2 separate regions of the Hordeum vulgare genome follow, and region 2 is linked to region 1. Evidence: chromatin contacts called from public Hi-C data. All regions are on one chromosome and are shown on one strand. Each heading gives the region's core, a stretch centred on a gene start, on an enhancer-like site or on the middle of the called end of the contact. The rest is flanking DNA. Distances are from core to core; before and after follow the strand shown. Region 1 holds the start of LOC123401829 (PTI1-like tyrosine-protein kinase At3g15890). Region 2 holds the start of LOC123404516 (respiratory burst oxidase homolog protein E-like).

What was found. Hi-C and Micro-C count contacts between places; a contact is called where the count stands out from the background.
Region 2: a contact with region 1 is called in a Hi-C map of leaf, with 5 times the contacts expected there. The contact joins the promoter of LOC123404516 here to the promoter of LOC123401829 in region 1. A contact is called at or near these places in 2 of 6 Hi-C or Micro-C datasets (leaf and seedling).

What each region holds. Positions count from the first base shown.
Region 1 is chr6H:170,244,161-170,248,348 of MorexV3_pseudomolecules_assembly, forward strand. It overlaps LOC123401829 (PTI1-like tyrosine-protein kinase At3g15890), which reads right to left and starts at 1,967. Exons shown (of 4, transcript XM_045095683.1): 1 at 1,682-1,967; 2 at 956-1,115. The coding sequence starts at 1,716.
Region 2 is chr6H:171,193,260-171,197,447 of MorexV3_pseudomolecules_assembly, forward strand. LOC123404516 (respiratory burst oxidase homolog protein E-like) reads left to right here and starts at 2,036. Exons shown (of 13, transcript XM_045098447.1): 1 at 2,036-2,956; 2 at 3,059-3,218; 3 at 3,319-3,367; 4 at 3,582-3,695; 5 at 3,800-4,188. The coding sequence starts at 2,323.

The DNA of each region.
Region 1 (4,188 bases), core at 717-3,216:
AGGAAAACTAAGACGTGGCATTTTGATCGAACTTCCCTTAATTCTTTACTTATTAAGTTCTTCCCTAGTCAACCTCTTGCCTCATCCTTCATTTAAATATATCCTTATAAGTCTATCAAGATGTCATTTACTCCCTCCGTTCCTAAATATAAGTCTTTAAAGAGGTTTCACTAGTGGACTACATACGAATGTATATAGACATACTTTAGAGTGTAGATTCACTCATTTTGCTCTGTATGTAGACTCCTAGTGAAATATCTTAAAAGGCTTATATTTAGGAACGGAGGGAGTACATTTCTACTCCTAGTACAAGCAGATACTCAGAACAAACGTATAGTGATTGTCTGGCTTTGTGAAGACAGTATGATTGCATCTATCCAGGCCACATATGCTTTGTAATTTTCTATACCTCCTCAGCTGTATTCACACTTCACAATTATGGTCCTATCTAGCTTGTGATCATGAGACCTTTCACACTTCACAATTCTGGTCCTATCTAGCCTGTGATCATGAAACCTTCTCTGGCTACATCCTTGGTAAAGTGAATGCATAAAAAAGTAAAGCAACAGTTTTCTTTGACTTGAAAAGTAAACCAATAGTTGAAGGCGAGAGAAAGTCAGTTTTCCACTAGACCAGAAAGTTTGTTCTTTGCACGTTCAGAGAGGGTGGGTCCAGTTTGGGTTGCCGTTCATTCTCAAAGAATATTCACGAGCTTTGAAAACTACAACCACTTTAAATTTTCAATGCCACTACAAACCAGAAATAAATCACGAGACGAAACTAAATTCAGCTAAACCAGAAGCACCAACAACCGCAGGACTCCACTTCATTGTCCTGTTTGTAGCAGTAATAAGAAAAGGCGCTAGAAACGACAGATAAAACAAATGAGTGTGCACATAGCATAACACAAGTTGCAGCATATTGCATTTCTAATTTTTTAAGAGCGGGACTGCACCTGTGATCCGTCCCAGAGCTGGCCCCAGTAGACACTGCCGAATCCACCTTCACCAAGCTTGTTATCGTAGTTGAAATTGTTGGTCGCCAACTGAAGCTCCTTGAGTGAGAAGATCCGCCATGCCGTGTCCTTCTTCTTCTTCTTCCTGCCGGGTTGGGCCCTAGGAGCACACCAGATTATTAGAACTTCTTCAGCAGATTCAAGTACTTGTTGGGTACACTATGTAAGGCCGCAATGTTATCACTCTATCCAAGTATTCCCCCACAAGTTTGAAAAATTTCTTTCACAGCATCTTTTTTCTGAACAAACTACTTATGCATAAAAATCTGCACTCCATTCTATCTACAGCTCGTTAGCTGACCGCTGCAATTTAACAGCAATATTCACGATAATAACAACAGTAATATTTGTGTACTAATTTGATTTCTGAGCAAATCAGAAATGAAGCTCACAGATTTATGAACCCCAACCTCAGTATTTCCTCAGAATCAAAATCAATTGCTACTCAAGCTAATCAACAGCACATAATAACCTGATAAAGGGAGAATTCGTATGCTAATGGCTCCAATTCAACGTTCAACCTCCCACACAAGCCAACAGCAGATAAAAACTGGAACAATCTTGTAGTACGAGTTCCCCCAAAAGGCAGAAACCCCACCCTTGTACCCAACTTCCCCAAAACGGCAGGGAAATAATCCTAAGCTAAATCATCCCGTTGCCACTCACCCGTTGGACCGCTTGCAGCAGGAAAGCCACCCCATCCCCCGAGGTCGCGCTGGCTCCGGCCCCGAATCTCCCTCAAATCAGCACCAGCTCGCGCGAAGCCTGCCGAGTCGCGGCCGGGGAGCCCGCGGCAAGGCGGTCGCGACGGAAACCCGCCCTCAGCCTCCACACGCCGTCGGTGGCCGCAGGTCAGCGGGGGCAGCACAGGAGGGCTCAGTGGAGAGAGAGAGGGGGAGATGGGCAGCACAGGAGTTCTCGTTCTCGGGGCGTTGTCGGCTCCCTCGACGCGCACCGCTCCCCCACTAGCGCACGCAAAGCAGCAGCCGGGGCGCGGTCCGCTCACCCGCGAGCGGTGACCGGCCAGGGCGCGTCGTCCACGTGGCGGCGTCCGGTTGGCGGTTTTTGAACCAATGCGGTAACGGACCTAACGGTCGGGTTTACACCGGGGGAGGTGAGGTCACGCGGCGGGTAACGGGCCGGGTCGTTGGCTGCGGCCCTTTGGCTGACGGTGGGCCATGGGTTGTGGCTGGGGCCCGGGGTTTTTGTTTTTGCCTTTGTTTTTTGGGAAGGGGGGGGCGGGGGGGCTGGCTGTTGGATGGCTACGTTTGACCAAAGATGAGAAGATCGCTGGGGACACTTTGCTAAGATAATGGCGGAAAATGTTATTTTAGATGGATTGGGAGAACTGTTCTCGTCCAACGTGTGTAACGTATTGGTTGCCTCGTTGTTTTCTTGTGCAAATTGCGTTGCATCTTACTGTATTGTTTAACAAAAACATTCATTGGTTTAGAGCAATTAGTGTTAGTCGTTGTTACGAATTTTTTCTCTCCCTTGCTGGCAAAATTGACAAAAATGACCTCTCGAACGAAAAAACTCACGAAGTGAACCAGAACAATTTTTTTTACCCGACTCACTCTTTCATGTGGCGTCCGACACCTAGGCGCCACACTACACTGCATGACGTCTAAGACGTCAGCGCCACACGCCTGGCCATGCTGGCGCAGCTGGCCCCATGCGCAGGCAGTGCGACGTCTAAGCCTTAGGCGTCGCACCCTCTAAAGTGTGGCGCCGACTTATCCAGCCACGGGCCAGCCCCCTCCCCACTCCCTCCTCATTCCCCTCCCTTCACTTCACTTCACAGCTTGTGTTCTAGTCTTCCCCTTCCTCAAATCCCTCTTCAAATCAGCAGATCTGAAGGTTTGGACCGGGCATTTGTTGTCCAATCCCTCCCCTAAGGTAATCATCCAAACAAAAATCTTTTTTGGTCACTTTGTTGCAAATTTGAGGAAACCCTAGTTTTTCATGAAATGTAGGATGTATATGATATTGTTGTATTTGTTTGTATGCTAGGATAAGGGGTATGATGGGGTTAGGATTAGGGTTGTTTGGATGTTTGCATTATGGTTGTTTTAGGGTTAGGCTAGGGTTAGGATTAGGGTTGTTTGGATGTTTGCATTATGGTTGTGTTAGGGTTAGGTTAGGGTTAGGGTTATTTAGGAATAGGCTTTATTTTTATTAAGGAGATATTGTAGTATTTGGATGATTGCTTATAGAAAATATTGTATTTGTGTTGTTTAGGGATGGGAAGAACATGTGTTTATGTTCATCACGTGGACAAGGATGCCTTTTTAAAAGGCAATATTGATCCGGACCCGGATGAGCTTGACATGGTGTTCGATTTCTGTCCTATCTATGCTGAATTGTTGGAACAAGTCCGAAAGGATTTGAATTGGATGGACCCTAGTGATGTAGTTGAGTTTGATGGTAGGCATAATGTGGGATTCGGAATGCACATTCGTTGGAAGACCATGCGTCTCAACTCCGAGCAACCTTGGCTTGCATACAAGGATACGGTGGCCGAATCACTAGACACGACTCTAGAGTTATTTGCCATCAAAACAAATGTTCCTAACTTGCAGTTGGATTTGAACCGGGTTGCCTCTCCGATTGTTGAAGCTAGTCCTCCACGCATCAACGAATAGGCCAACATTGAACCTCTTTCAGCACAACAATCTTGTATCCAACATGAACCATTGCTAGAGGATAATGATGAGCACAATGATGATGAGAATGATGGTAGTGTTCTTCATGACAAAAGCCTTGGTGATTTGGACAAATATAATTTGCAATAGACAATGGACCATTCTATTCTGTACTCACGTGGCTATGCATCCGAGTCGGACGATGAGGGTCCCGATGAATAAGTTGATGAGGAAGGGTTCACGACAAAGGAGGATGAAGCTTTCACGAAGGTATTAGGGCGGGATCACCGGACACCATTGTTTGAGGATCTTAGCCTTGCGGATGAAGCCGTGGTTGACGGAGGCGAAGGCATATGTGACATCCTCGTCTTTTGCTACAATAATGCATGTAATTAAGCGATAGTGATCCCGTGCAAAGATGCCACGTCACCGTGGATTATATCGATGATCTCGTGTTAGTTGAAACCGAATCAAAATTTGAAACTTAAAGATAAAGGCGAACGAGAAAATATTTCGGTTATTGAAATA
Region 2 (4,188 bases), core at 786-3,285, 950 kb after region 1:
TTCTTCCCCCTTGGTCTTATCCATCTGTTGAGCTCTTGTTCTACCTCCATTGTTGACATTCTTAGAGCTTGATTACTCTCAATCCCTCCAATGATTCTTGCTTGTTCTTGAGGGAAAAGAGAGAGGAGATCTAGATCCACATCTTCACCAATCACTTTCTCCTCTATGTGAGGGGAACCCCTTGGATCTTGATCTTGGAGTTCTTTGTGAGCTCCTTGTTCTTCCTCTCATATTTCTCCATAGCTTTTGTTGTTGTGGAGGGATTTGAGTGTGAGGGACTTGACCACTTCGTGTGTTCTTGCCATTGCATTAGTTGCATCGGTTTGAGTTCTCCACGGTGATACGTGGAAGTGAGAAGTTGAGAAGCTTACTACCTTTGGTACTTAGTACCCTTGATATTGTTATTCGTGGATGCTTTGGCGTCCTAGAAGCTTGGTGGTGTCTCGGAGCTCAATCATTGTGGTGTGAAGCTTTGGGAAGCGTCGGGGTCTCCAATTAGGTTGTGGAGATTGCCCCGAGCAATTTGTACGGGTACCGGTAACCGCCCCCAAGGGTTGCCACGTGTACGGGTTCGGTGACCGCCCCCAAGGGTTGCCATTTGTACGGGTTCGGTGACCACCCTCAAGGGTCCCTTAGTGGAATCACGGCATCTTGCATTGTGCGAGGGCGTGAGTAGATTACGGTGGCCTTAGTGGCATCTTGGGGAGCATTGTGCCTCCACACCGCTCTAACGGAGATTAGCATCCGCAAGGTGTGAACTTCGGGATACATCATTGTCTCCCCGTGCCTCGGTTATCTCTTACCCGAACCCTTTACTTATGCACCTTACTTTGTGATAGACATATTGTTTATTGTAATATATCTTGCTATCACTTAGTTGGTTATCTTGCTTAGCATAAGTTGTTGGTGCACATAGGTGAGCCTAGTTGTTTGTAGGTTTTGTGCTTGACATATTAAACGTTAGTTTTATTCCGCATTTGTTCAAGCCTAAACCTTAACTATTTTAAAGCGCCTATTCACCCCCCCCTCTAGGCGACATCCACGTCCTTTTCACGCCCGCACCTCTCGCCATTCGCTCCGGCGACCAAGCGCATTACCTGTTATCGGCACTAGCTTCCCCCGCCTCTCCTGCTTCTCCCACTGGCCGCTGCTGCTTCCTCCACCTTCTCTCCTCGCCGCCGTCCCTCGAGCGCATCATTCCTCCAACGAACAGCGTCCGACCGTCGTTCGTAGCTCTGACTTTTTGAGTTGTAATGATAACTGAACTACTTATTATTGATTTATTTTGTATGTCTTTGATCTCTTTGGTCTATGTTTAAGTAGAAAATATTTTTTATGCTGGACGCACGTTGAAATTTAGCGCGTCCGCGAAATGCTCACGCAATAGCATCAACGCTTTTGTTAAAGCAAAACACCAACCCAACGCGCTAAGGCTGGCCATAATGGGAGTATCATAGCTAATAACATAGTCTTGGGACTAGCAAACATGGTGATGTGGCAAGTAATTAAAGAAGAAAGAGAGGATTAGAGTAACATAGGTAGATACCGTAACATGTTAAATGCTATGCTACTATGTGTCATGCATGTCAATAAATGAGATCACCTATGATACTAGTTTATGATACTATGCACTATGAAGGTACTCCCTCCGGTCCTTTTTACTCCGCATATTAGATTTGGGTCAAGTCAAACTTTACAAAATTTGACCAAATATATATTGAAAAATATCAACATCTACAATACCAAATATACGTATCATGAAACTACCTTTCATAATGAATCTAACAATATTAATTTGACATTGTGAATGTTGATACATGTTTCTCTACATTTGGTCAAAGTAGAGATACTTTAACTTTGAACAAAGCTAATATGGAGACTACAAAGGACCGGAGGAAGTACTATCATATAATAGTAACATATGCATGATACTATTATATGTTACTCTCCACTATGAGCAGCCTAAACCCTATTTTGATGTTGATTTTTTTTTTTTTTGCGCTCCGTATTAAAGATGCTCTCACCGTTCGCCTACTCTCTCCATCTGGTCCACTTGGAATCGTCCGAGACTCGGCGCACTGAATCCCAACCACCCTGGAGAAGCAGGACTCCCGATCGAGCGGAGCATATACCTACATCCAAGCTTCACTTGCGACGAGGCGCAACCACGCCAGGTAAAATAAACTACCACTCCTAGTACCAAGGTGAAGCAGGGCAGAGCAACGGCTACAGTCTGCTACAGGTGAACCAGGGGTATGTTTCGTGGACGGAGAAGATAGCAGCGGTAGGGGCAGCACAGCGCAGGAGAGCCACCGGCCCGTCATGTGGACGCCGTCGCGAGGTCCGGGCAGCGGCCGGCGTGCCGGGCTCCGGCGCATCGCGGATTACATCGGCGACGACCACACCGACGCGTCCGACAACGAGTCGTTCATCACGTCGCACAGCGACGAGCTCCTCTCGTCGACGTCGGCCGCGGCCGGTGCCGGCGGCAGCGTCGGCATGCTGCCGGCGTTTCTCGCAGACCAGAGCGACCTCGTGGAGGTCATGCTGGAGCTGGACGAGGAGTCCATGGTGGTGCGCAGCGTGACGCCCACCGCGGGGCCGGCGGCGCCGGCCGGGGCCGGGACGCACACGCCGGGGAGCGGGCGCAACCTGAGCCGAAGCTCGTCGACCTCGTCCAAGATACGCAGGACGTTCGCTTGGCTGCGCTCGCCGGCGGCGTCGGCGCCGGAGCAGCCGCGGGAGGCGGCGATGGCGTCCCGGGAGCGAAGGCGCGTGCAGGCCAGGCTGGACCGCTCGCTGTCCGGCGCGAGGCGCGCGCTGAAGGGCCTCCGGTTCATCAGCCGCGCCACGGGCTCCGCTGAGGCCACCGCGCTCTGGGGCGCCGTCGAGGAGCGGTTCGACGCCCTCTCCCGCGACGGCCTCCTCGCCCGCGACGACTTCGGCGACTGCATCGGTACGCCGTGCAGCGTGCATGCATGCCACTTCGGCTCAACTCGGTTCACGGCACGATCGCGAGCTGGCATTGGTGACGAACTATTCGACGGTCGGTTTGCAGGGATGGTGGACTCCAAGGAGTTCGCAGTGGGCATCTTCGACGCGCTGGCGCGGCGGCGGCGGCAGACCCTCCAGCGGGTCACCAAGGAGGAGCTCCACGACTTCTGGCTCCAAATCTCCGACCAGAGCTTCGACGCGCGGCTGCAAATCTTCTTCGACATGTACGTACAGTACAGAACGATCATGTTGTTCCCCTGTTTTCTCCGGTCCGCGCAGGTGGCTCACGCATTTCTTGCGGCCATTGCCAAAAACAAATTTCAGGGTGGACACCAACGTCGACGGGAGGATCACGAGGGAGGAAGTGCAGGAGGTGCCGCCTCGATCCACTAAACGAATCTGCTCCTTATTACAGTACCACCTCCTAGTTACTAATTTAAACCACCGAACGGTAACAAGTTTGCAAGATTCCATCGTGCTGAACTGCTGATGATGTCTCATGCTTTGTTACTGCCGACATGTTACTGCTTGGTTACTCGGTAATGGAATTTAATTACCATTAGTTAATCACTGTCTGATTTCGGCAGCTGATCGTTCTGAGCGCGTCGGCGAACAAGCTCTCGAGGCTCAAGGAGCAGGCCGAGGAGTACGCGCTGCTCATCATGGAGGAGCTCGACCCGGAGGGCCTCGGCTACATAGAGGTACCGCACCGCACCCGTACAAATACAGCAGCACTACTTCCTAGGTACTGTATTGTACGTAGTATTTGACGTGGCACGTACGTGCGTCACGTGGGCGCATGCAGCTGTGGCAGCTGGAGGCGCTGCTCCTGCAACGCGACGCCTACATGAGCTACAGCCGGCCGCTCAGCAGCGGCAGCGGCAGCGCGGCGCAGTGGAGCCAGGACATCGGCGCGCAGGAGAAGCCGGCGACGGCGGCGGCGCCGGGACGGGGCGGGTGGCGGTGGAGCCCGCGGCGCGCGGCGGGGAGGGCGCGCGTGGCGGCGGAGGAGAACTGGCGGCGCGCGTGGGTGCTCGCGCTGTGGGTCGCGGCGATGGCGGCGCTGTTCGCGTGGAGGTTCGCGCAGTACCGGCGGTCGGTGGCGTTCGAGGTGATGGGGCACTGCCTGCCGACGGCCAAGGGCGCCGCCGAGACGCTCAAGCTCAACATGGCGCTGGTCCTCCTCCCCGTCTG